Regions from separate parts of the Zea mays genome. Here all the other regions are linked to region 1. Evidence: chromatin contacts called from public Hi-C data. All regions are on one chromosome and are shown on one strand. Each heading gives the region's core, a stretch centred on a gene start, on an enhancer-like site or on the middle of the called end of the contact. The rest is flanking DNA. Distances are from core to core; before and after follow the strand shown.

Region 1 (3,616 bases), core at 662-3,161:
CAAAGTGCTGAAAGAGTTCAAGTTACATTTAAAAATTCCCAACTTGGAGAAATTACAGAGATTCAGAATGATACCCTATATGAGGTTAGAATTAGTTACCACCCAATGATTGACAATATGATCCCAGAAACATATACAGTAAATGTCAACAAATTTGAGGAACTAATTTCTTGCAGCTGCAAAGGATATGAGTTTGAGGGATTGTTGTGTTCACATGCCATTAAGGTTATGCATCATGTAAATATGGTTCACTTTCCAACTACATATATAATGAAACGGTGGTGCAAAGATGCTAATGCATTGGCAAAAAGATCAAAAATAGAGAGGAGCATGGAGCTCGGGGGAAGTGAAGAGCAACAAACCATAAGGTTTGCTACACTAAAGCCTAGAGTGATGAAGTTACTTAAGATGGCATCAAAGTCTCGCGGAGCTTTTACCTATTTTCAGGAATTCTTAGATGGGGCTGAGCAACAAATGGAATCGATGGATATTGATCATGAAACACAGACATGTGAAGATCTCGCTTGCACAACAGATCTTTCAAAAATGATATTTGATCCACCGATGTCACAATGCAAGGGGAAGAGAAAGCAACCACAAAGATTTAAACCACCTTCAGAGCCACGTTCAAATGCGAAGAAACCACGAACATGTGGCATTTGTGGCAGCAAGAAAGGAGGCCATAATGCTAGAACATGCCCAGAAAGGGTAATTATTTAATTTATAATTATTTTTCCTATTTTGGGTTACTTACTACTTGTTTTTAATTTGTAGCTGAAGAATGTAAAAGGCAAGACTAACAGAGAAGAGGACAATGCACAATATTTATCAGAAGAGGCCAGTGTAGATTTTGATGATGATGATACTGAAGATGTCAGTCTGTCGAACTAATGGTTCAATGTTTTAGGAGATGCTCATGTAATTTTTTTATTCAGATTGCTGCAAAATATCGGTTATGTGTTCTGAAGATGCTTCACTATATTGATACTAATGGTATTCTCCAGTTCTAAAGATATTCATATATATTTTTTTGATTCAGACTATTGCCTTTTGTTTATTATTTCAGTGTCTTGTTCTTAATTGAGAGCTGCTGGCTGTACGAGAGGACAAAATATGCCTTCTCTGTAGGAGACGACATAGCCCTCATAAATAAAACTTGTGAACCCGAGTGCAATTGCAAATACAGTTGTATGATACGCTGCCTCTGTACTATGGCAAACCTCTAGCCTTTTACATTTTTGCAAATAAAGAAGGATGTCTGCATGATAAAGAAGGAAACGCTTGTCTGTACCATGGATGGAAACAGCGATAGCGAGCTCCGCAGATGAAAAGCGCAGCCAGACGGAGATTTGGTTGGGAACGAGACGTTTTACTTGTTAACGGAGTTGTGTCCCATGCTAACGCCTGCAAAGGACGAAGATCATGGGCCCCGCGCAATCTGCGGCAGCGGCGGGAGGCTAATCCACATCCAGCCATCGACTCCTCCATCGTGCGGCTGTGGCCGTTTATAGCACAACAAACCAGTGCTATGCGTAGCAAACTAGCAATTCTCTATATATATATAACATATTCAATAATTGTTATGTAAATGATATATATATAGTTTTATTTTGCTAAAACGTGATAGATCATTTAACTTGTGACGTGGCTGTTTAATAAATCGAACTGGTTTATTAACTAATCGAGCTATAATAACAGGTAAGGTCGAGAAAAATTCAAACGACCCGATTCATTCAAGTCGAGGAGAGCATTTTGTACTGCCCTACCCCTACCGTCGTTCCCACGCATCGTGCTGTGTGCCGCCTGCTCCCATGCTCTGCCAACACCACATCCGGTTATGATAAATTGATACAGATCCATGATAATAATAGCTTTTGCCCATGTCTGGTGGTGACGTCGTGTGCCCCAGCGCGGCGTCTAGTCATCAGATCATTATCCGCACCGACTTGCGTGCACGAGCTTCGCGGCGAGGGCAGCACCGGGGCTGGGAATGGGAAGACACTGCAGCCCAGCTCCAGCAGCACTACAGCAGTAGCGCCACCGAACCTGAAAACTCCGACCCCCCACGAAATCGCGGAACCTACCCACGAGCCGAGCCATGCTCAGCCGACTCGCCGCGGCGAGGCGACAGCTACTGCTATCCCCGGCCGTCGCGTACCGCTCCTCCTCGGCAGCGGCGACGGCGTCGGCGGTCCACGAGAGAGCAGCGCCCGCCTCGGCCTCCGTGCTCCCGGACACCCTCGAAAGGGGCTCCGACGCGTACCAGCGCAACACGGCCGCCGTCGGCGGGTTGCTCTCCGACCTGCGCGCCCGCGTCTCCCAGGTGCCGGTGCTGGCCCCACACTTCCTCGAGCGTGCTCTGTGTCCCCTGATTGAAGACTGGGAGTGTGCCCTCTCTTGTGCAGGTGCTGCGCGGGGGAGGCGCCGAGGCGGTGAGGCGGAACGCGGCGCGGGGGAAGCTGCTCCCGCGGGACCGCATCGACCGACTGCTCGACCCCGGCGCGTCCTTCCTCGAGCTCTCGCAGGTTTCGCTCGCCGCTCCCGCTCGGACCCTCGTCTTCCTTGCGTTGATCTGGCCGCATTGTGAAGTGAACTCTATTGCCTGTATGATTGGCCTAGCCCGTAATGCTATGAATTGGGGATCAGGGGAGAGCAAGAGGCTTAAATTTCTTCATATTGTTTGTATCGGCTGCTATTCACTCCTTTTCAGCAAACAATTGCAATCTAGGGTAGCATAGCAATGCTCCTCCACGATGCATGGTATATCGCCCTTTTTGTGACTCCAAAGCCCAAACTGTGCTATTGTGGCACCACAACCCTGTCCAGTCCTCAACTCCTCATGAATACTGTATCGGCCTCAAAATAGATATACTAGGCCCGCATGTCAATAGTTGGTGCTTGGACTTGGACATGAGCTACTGAGACGCCCAGTGTCTTCCAAGTTCTACCAGTGGGGGGCCAGGGGGGTAATGTCAGTATCTAAGAGCATGGCCTAGAATATAAACTTGTTTTCGTTACTGTACTTCTTGTTCTAGACTGCAACCGCTGATGTTAAGTTCTTATGTACAGCTTGCAGGCTCAGATGTTTATGATGAAGCATTACCATCAGCAGGTATAATAACTGGCATAGGACCTGTTCATGGACGGTTATGTATGTTTGTGGCCAATGACCCAACCACTAAGGGTGGCACATACTATCCTCTTACTGTCAAGAAGCATCTGCGAGCACAGGAAATAGCTTCGGAGTGCAAACTGCCTTGCATATATCTCGTTGACAGCGGAGGTGCTAATCTCCCCAGGCAGGCTGACGTTTTCCCTGACCGTGATAATTTTGGCCGGATATTCTACAATCAAGCTAAGATGTCTTCAGATGGTATCCCTCAGATTGCAGTAGTCTTGGGTTCTTGCACTGCTGGTGGGGCATATATTCCTGCAATGGCGGATGAGAGTGTAATAGTTAAGGGAAATGGGACTATATTTCTAGCGGGTCCACCACTTGTAAAGGTCAGAATATTCTGGAACCATTTTGTTTATTTTCTAAATGATAAAATTTTGGTGTCTAAATCTCTAATATATTAAAGCACCGGTCGTCCCGCGTCAATATTGTTTAAAAAAA
Region 2 (3,616 bases), core at 757-3,256, 440 kb before region 1:
TTGACATTTCTAACACCACTCATATGTGCTGTCAGATCACTTGCTAATATTTATTGAGGGGAGATGGCCATTTCTGGAGCTACTCTGTTTGCACAATGATGATAACAGTTCTACTGAACTTATGCTGCACCAATCTGTCTCTAGCTACCAAGCTTCTGAGGACGACCTGGCTGTCTACTATACTATTCATTGTTGGCTGCTCCCTCGTCAAAGCATACTGAGGTGTGCCATTCTTCTTGGCCTTTTATTTTTCCTGGGTATCCTGTTAGCAGTGTGAGTGCGCTAATAATTCATACAATTTCAGTGGAGTTACTGGAGAGGGCCTAGGTGTTATGGTTCAGCCATCAGCAGTTTCTTCAGGTTCAACTCCTGATGTTGCTGATGCACAGGTATAATTTCTTAACTATTATTTTGGGTGAAATCTATAAATGAACTCAAGTTTTGTGCCAATTCTTTGTGATTTTTGGCTAAAAATGGTTAGCCATTTTATATGTGCACATAGTTAGTTTATGGTGATTGCTGACGTGAATTATTTATTGTGCACTAAAGTTATGAACCATATGGTTCAATATATGAGATATGAACCTCTGAGTTGCTCAATTTAGTCACTGAAGTGCATTTCTAATAACCACAGGCCCCACCTGCTGACAAGGACGACGATGATGATGTTAACTCAGCCTATCATAGTGATAAAAAAACAATGTGTTCAACTGAAAAGTTACCAGTGCTAATCAACTGGAACCAACATCATCGATGTCAGCATCTGTGGCTGATTTGTGTCATTGCTCCAGTGGATGGCGCGGCTTCTTGCTGTTCTTTTGGACAAACATCTACCTTTTGGAACTGTTAATGGTGATGCTCTTTCTAATTATGTTCAGTTCACCTGGTGATCGGATGATGCAGAACTCTCGCCCCGTTTAAAAGTTTGAGTTTCTATGGGAAGCGTGGTTAGCTGTAACCCGCTAGGGTGTGTTTTTCCCCCATGTAATAGGTTCTGACTTAGCTAGCATTGGTCATGGTTGGTTGGGCATATTTTCCTTTTCAGGATGGTTTTCTGATTAGGAGTAGTTTCGCCGGCCTTCTTCGATTGACAGTCTTCTAAGTCGTAGTTCTCGTGTTGGTAATATATGAAACTCGTTGCCTATTTCTTAATGAAATGGGAGGAAACCCTTTCTGTTAAAAAAAATGAACCTCTGAGTTGCTCAGTTTAGTCACTGAAGTGCATTTCTAATAACCGCAGGCCCCACCTGCTGACAAGGACGACAACGATGATGTTAACTCAGCCTATCAAAGTGATAAAAAACAATGTGTTCAGCTGAAAAGTTACCAGTGCTAATCAACTGGCACCACCAACATCGATGTTCGGATTAGTAGTGTGCTATACTCTGCCGTAGAAAACAAAAACTGAATCACTGCAACTCAATGGCTGGAATACTGCCATTGATGCCGTGGTTAATCCAAAATAGTACTATGAGTCTTAATAAAAGCACACAGTGATATATGCATGAACTAACTAGCATTAGGGTTGTGGAGCTATAGATTTAATTTGTGAATTTTGGCTGGACAAACAAATGGAGTTGGATCATGGGATTTGGTTTGTCCGATAGGGATGTACATGAACCAACCAACTCGATTGACTGCTGAACCTGGATTGCGTACCTGTAACCAGACATCCAAGAGGGATCCCCGCTGCTGACCATTGCCTCATCTTGACATACATGTTGTGTGGATGTTTGTGGGGGTGGTGCAGGTCGGACTCCTCCAATAGTTATGACAGCATCAGCATGCAACGAAGACCTGCGGCCTCTCACCGATGACTGCATAGGATCCATCAGCTGTCTTGATTGCCGGCGGCGGCGGCGGAGGTAGCTCTAGGTTTGGGCAAACGGAATTTTATGTGACTATTCGGTTGGTGCGAAACAGACGCTATACTCTCTCGGTCCCTCCCACCTCCGTCTTCTTTATACCTCTTTTTTTCTTCCATTCACATTCTATATTTATAGATTAATTATTAAATATATATATATATATCTTTATTCTAAAACAAATTACTCCTATATTTTAGAAAATCGATTATATTTTAAAATAGGACCTAATTTAAGATCTCTTCGCTGCACGGTTTATCCACTGTCACCGTGTCACGGCCGCGACATGTGCGGTGGCGCAGACCCGTTACTCTACCCGGTAAATATCTCCTGCGGCATTTTTGACTCCATATCCGCGCGGCGCCTATCTGGCATCGGTGAAGAGCGGGCGCTAGAGCAGAGTGAGCGTGCGGTTCTTGGTCATGGAGCGCGGTGCCGTCGTCCTTCCGCTCCAGGGCGCCGGGGTTGGGCGCGTCCTCCTCCCCGTGCAAGTGCGGGTACGGTCGTTCTTGAGGAGCAGGAGGGCGACGGAGCGGCGGCGCCGGCTCGCGAGTTCCGCGGCGCCGGCGAGGTGCAGCAAGATGTACGTTCCCGGTAGGTAGCCGTTCGCCTCTCGACCGACTCTCCATCTGCATCCACTCTAGCGACTGCACTACATAGTCGCCCCGCGCTTACTATGGCTGTGCGGCTGGTGACGATTCAGGCTTTGGGGAGGGTTCACCGGAGCGGAAGGCGGCGATCAACCTCCAGCACTTCTTTAACTACATCGCTGTCAGCATTGTCCTAGCACAGCTTGAGGTTGGCCTTGTCGCCTTCTGGACGAGACTGGCTGTTCCTTTTTGTTCAACAGCACTTCGATAGTTCGATATCCTGAGTGATCGCCAAAGGGACTCGAAACGGTTATCAGATTTTGATTCCTTTTTTTATTCTTTTGTTTGGATCATCGATAAAAAAAAAGAGTTACAATAGGGAAGCGTACTTGGAGCTGAAGGAGTTCATCAGCCGCACCTCCCTGAACGACGCCGAGATTTTCTGCGAAAAGCTCATGCGCGAGTCTCCAAGGCTCAAGGGACTAGGCAAGTCTAGTTCTTTTTTAACCACACACTGTTTTACTTTCTTGATCCTTTGATGAAACAGTGTATGAAATTACTGAGGCATGTGTGGTTTCGTCTCTTGGAAACAAACAGCCTTGAGGATTCTGGAGGTGCGTACTGATCATATTCTAATTAAACTTAGTTTTCACAATATGTGTTCGAAAGGGATTCTCACTTTGTCAGATGAATTGATGCGACTGCAGGTCCGATCTGCATATGTGAAGAACGAGTTCGAGTGGGACAATTTGAAGGAATTATCCTTCAAGGTACGTTGAATTTTTATTAATCTTCTGCTCCATCTACTATATGGGTCTATTACTTGCTAATAATAAATTTCGACAGACTAAACTTCTTAAAGTGTCTCAGTTATGACCCGTAGTATTCCATAAATTTTTTGCTCAGTAAAATTGTGTCAAATATTACCACCAAAAGATAGATCGTAGTCAGTAAGAATTTCAGAAAAAGCAACAGTACTATATATTTAGCGTTGTAATTTTCTATGCTCTTTTGTCTTCCACTGTCTGCAGATGGTTGATGAGGCCAACACAAAGCTCATGAGGGATTACGTCGTCGAGGTCAGCCACATTGAAGACGAAAACTAAAACATCAAGTGGTTTCTCTTTGAACTACTATATTTTATAGGCGAACGATAACATC
Region 3 (3,616 bases), core at 770-3,269, 290 kb before region 1:
ATAAGTAAATAAGTTACTTAGTCAACAGCATCTTATATATAGACATAATAGTCTGAAATGGCCCGCACAACAATTATGTGAACAAAGATAGTAACACAATAGTGAGTTTCTAGAAAAGAAGCGTACACTTATACTAGGACAAAGCTCACTGTCATATCAACATAGAAAGAATACTTGATATTGGCCAAACATTGACACAAGCAAAAAAAATTGACATTAACTTGGATATATAGGTGAGATTCAACACTGGATAGGAAGTACAAATCTGAATACTGGAAATATTTCAGAATGGTGATGAGGAAAGTTATCGAAATTAGGTTTAAAAGACTGTGTGTGGTTAGAGAATATGCAGTTTATTCGCTATACATTTATACAACCCTGAGATCTATGAGAAATGAAGTTGTATTACTGAATAAGGCACTCGCCTGTGAGTTTTGGTCATAAATACAAGTAACAGCTAAGTGAGGGGGAAATGAAAATACCAAGGAGTTATCAGCCCAACTACCCCAATAGGCTCTCTTCGGAGATGACATTTAAAAGTTTCCATTGGAAGAGAAACTGGGGAATTTTGCCTTTTATCCAAGGCTTCTGCCTGATCCGCAAAGTACTCAAAGCACCCAGCAACATCATCCTGATAAATGGAATACCAAACAGATTGTAATTGCAAGCTAGTGAAAATAAATTGCACTTCCATAAGGTGTCACATACCATGTCCCATGCTGCTTCATCATAAGGCTTCCCACAATCAAGTGCCTCTAGCTTAGCCAGCTCAGGTTTCCTCTCAATCACCTGAATAAGAAGACATTCTTATACACAAAATGTGACATATGTGAATATATTTGAACAAAACTTTGATGGCCCAGCCAAATGTTACAAGACTTTCTCAATTGAAGTTTAAAGAGAAAGATCTTTTGAGGTGTTTTGAAATTGGAGTTGATAATAAAGCTAACACACCCTGTATTGATGGGAAGTGCAATAGTTTGTTCACACCAAAAGCAGAACATAAGGATTTCCCCTGAATAGATTGGTTTACAATTGGAGGAGTTTAATTTGTACTTTCTGTGCCTCTGCTCATGTAACGCAGAAACAGTAATGGAGTGTACGGAAACCAACGTATATTTCACAAGTACGGGCCTGTTTGGGAACAAAGTTTTTGGAAACCACGGTTTTTGAAATACTACGGTATATTTTAGTCATGACAATACCACAGTTTAAAATACTACAGTTTTAGAATACCACAGTATTGAATACATAGAGGTGTTTGGAAGCAAAGTATTTTTTTGCACGTGGGAGAGATGTGCACGCTGCGTTTTACAGAGAAAACTGAGGTATAAACATAAGTTTAGAATACTTCAAAAGAGCTGCAGTATTTGTAATACTTTAGTTTTGAAAACAGAGATTTTAGCTGGCTTGCCAAACACCTTTTTAGTATATAATACTATAGTTTTTGAGAATACTGCAGTATTCTTCTAAAACTTTGAAAAAACTTCACTCCCAAACACCCCCTACTTAGTTGTCACACATTCAATCCACTCTGAATAACTTACTAGCTTAGGGGCTAGTAGGTACCAACCATTGGAAGCAGAGGCACAGCACAGGAGTGGTTTCTGGCCCAATTAGGCTAGAGCAAAGAGGACCAGCGTACCTTGGCGGCGATAGCGCGGAGGTACTTGGCCCGGACGGCCCCCGGGGCGCGCGCCCAGTCGCGGCCACGGTTCCTCTTGAGCGCCGCCCGCGCCGCCGCCACCGCGGCGTCCACGTCCTCCGCTGTGCCCGCAGGGATCTCGCCTGCGCGCGCACGCGAAACCCAGCGCATCAGCGCCAGGCCAAGTAAAAAGCTAGTAGAGTATAATAATAGAAGGCGACAGTGATCGGGGGAGCTTACTCACCGATGTGAGCCTCGGTGGTGGGGTTGACGACGGGGAGGCGGCGGCCCTGCGCGGGCGGGCGCCACTCGCCGTCGACGAAGAGCTGCCGCAGCGGGACCATCGCTGGCGAGGCCATCCGTGAGGACTCTGGCGATACGGATACCGCGACGGTGCGTGTCTGCGAGATTGCGGCCTGCGAGGAGAGTCGGCAACTAGACAGTGGCCTCAGTTGGTGGGATCGAGCGATCGGCACGCTACGGCCCTGGCGCTCTGTGCAGGTGGAAAGCGAGGACGTCTCCTGCTGTTGCGGACGCTAGTGCGGTGCGGCAGGCGGTTCAGCACGTGGCGGTTTTTGCTGGCACGTCCGTTTCAGATGCGTACCTTTTTCTGCACTAACGCTATCGTTACAAAACATGTTATATAATGTTGTGACCAATACAATGTTGTCTTTTTCTGACTAACGCTATTTACCCCTTCACTTTATATATATACTGGTGGTTGGCGCACGCCAGAGCGCGCACAATTTTTTATTGTAGGATACTTTTATATGAAGAAGGAATATAACTAAACTTGAATTATAACAATATACAATTAGTAATCTTCATGGTAAAGAAAGTTTAAAAACAATAATCGGATCATTGGCAAATATGTGAAAAAAGGATATTAGTTGAACATGTCTGCAACCACATATGCCTTTACCAGCATAATACCTGTTTTTCAACATTTTTCATGTTTTTTTGCACCACGAGGTTCGGACATATATATACACATGCAAAAAAAACTCGACGGCTGCAATGAAGGTTCTAGGAGCATAATAGAAACCATACACAAGATAATAGTGAACATTGTAGAAAAGACAACAGTTATGTGTTACAATGAGTTGTTCACAATTTGAGTTTAATGAGTTGTTCAAAACTTGAGTTTAAAGTACAGTCAACAAAATCACCACATGTCATATCTAGGTGCAGGCATTGAATCATTGATCTCACTGTTCCTACACAGTTGAACACTTTTTTTGAGCTTCTAAATATCGAAGAAAGAAGCTATAAAATGCATTGTTAAATTTATATATTATAATAAAGGAGGTAAACTATGTACTGACTGCAATTGGAGGAATGACATATAGGGCATCGAAGTACTTATAGGATTTAGTGTTCAAGGAAGGAGCCTGTAATACTAACCTCTTTTTTTTACATCAAAACAATGCTGCAGCGACTAAAGTTGGTTATTTTACCTTGGTATGATGTTTTAATCCCTTTTTAAAAGTGAACTAAAATGTTATATATTTTTTAAAAAGGTATCTAATAGTTGCCTCACTGATAAATTCATTTCTGAAAGTAAACCAGCTAACCTTTTCTAATACGAAAACATCCTTTCAATGATTTCATGGTTCACAGTTCAATTTGTATATAGTGCAATATGTGTTCATATAGGTAACAAAACACCCTTTTTAATGGCCATTTTAATAAATAAATTCAGGTAATGTAACAAACTGCCGCTGTATTAACATATTCTTGCTTATGTAGGATAGATTAGAGGTGTATGGCAATCAAATGCTACATTGTGGCCATTCTTAATTGGGATAGACAATAAAACTAATTGCTATATATATATTGTATCCATACATATCCATATGGTAAAAAAACTAGATGCTTGAGGGAATGTCGTAAAGTCATGCTATAGTCATTGTAACTAAACCAAAATGTGGTCACTGACACCAAGAACCTGTTGAGAAAGTAAAAGATTGT

The links. A called contact is a pair of places that touch in the nucleus more often than the background predicts.
Region 2: a contact with region 1 is called in a Hi-C map of ear, with 2.2 times the contacts expected there. The contact joins the promoter of LOC103653446 here to the promoter of LOC100281617 in region 1. A contact is called at or near these places in 2 of 25 Hi-C or Micro-C datasets (ear and tassel).
Region 3: a Hi-C map of leaf shows a contact between it and region 1, with 8 times the contacts expected there. The contact joins the promoter of AMADH1A here to the promoter of LOC100281617 in region 1. A contact is called at or near these places in 8 of 25 Hi-C or Micro-C datasets (bundle sheath, ear, endosperm and 3 more) and 2 of 3 datasets of contacts at active chromatin or transcription factors (leaf and seedling).

The regions. Positions count from the first base shown.
Region 1 is chr4:82,174,407-82,178,022 of Zm-B73-REFERENCE-NAM-5.0, reverse strand. It overlaps LOC100281617, which reads left to right and starts at 1,911. Exons shown (of 10, transcript NM_001154536.1): 1 at 1,911-2,323; 2 at 2,406-2,525; 3 at 3,070-3,504. The coding sequence starts at 2,099.
Region 2 is chr4:82,612,707-82,616,322 of Zm-B73-REFERENCE-NAM-5.0, reverse strand. It overlaps LOC103653446, which reads right to left and starts at 2,006. Exons shown (of 2, transcript XM_008680350.3): 1 at 1,660-2,006. The coding sequence starts at 1,832. It overlaps LOC100277780, which reads left to right and starts at 2,217. Exons shown (of 6, transcript NM_001349957.1): 1 at 2,217-2,459; 2 at 2,569-2,663; 3 at 2,824-2,941; 4 at 3,053-3,069; 5 at 3,163-3,225; 6 at 3,487-3,616. The coding sequence starts at 2,288. The coding sequence ends at 3,561. LOC103653445 (a long non-coding RNA gene) reads left to right here. Exons shown (of 5, transcript XR_002269122.3): 3 at 1-222; 4 at 305-389; 5 at 635-1,144.
Region 3 is chr4:82,464,542-82,468,157 of Zm-B73-REFERENCE-NAM-5.0, reverse strand. AMADH1A (Aminoaldehyde dehydrogenase 1a) reads right to left here and starts at 2,019. Exons shown (of 15, transcript NM_001164335.1): 1 at 1,890-2,019; 2 at 1,646-1,788; 3 at 709-789; 4 at 483-631. The coding sequence starts at 2,004.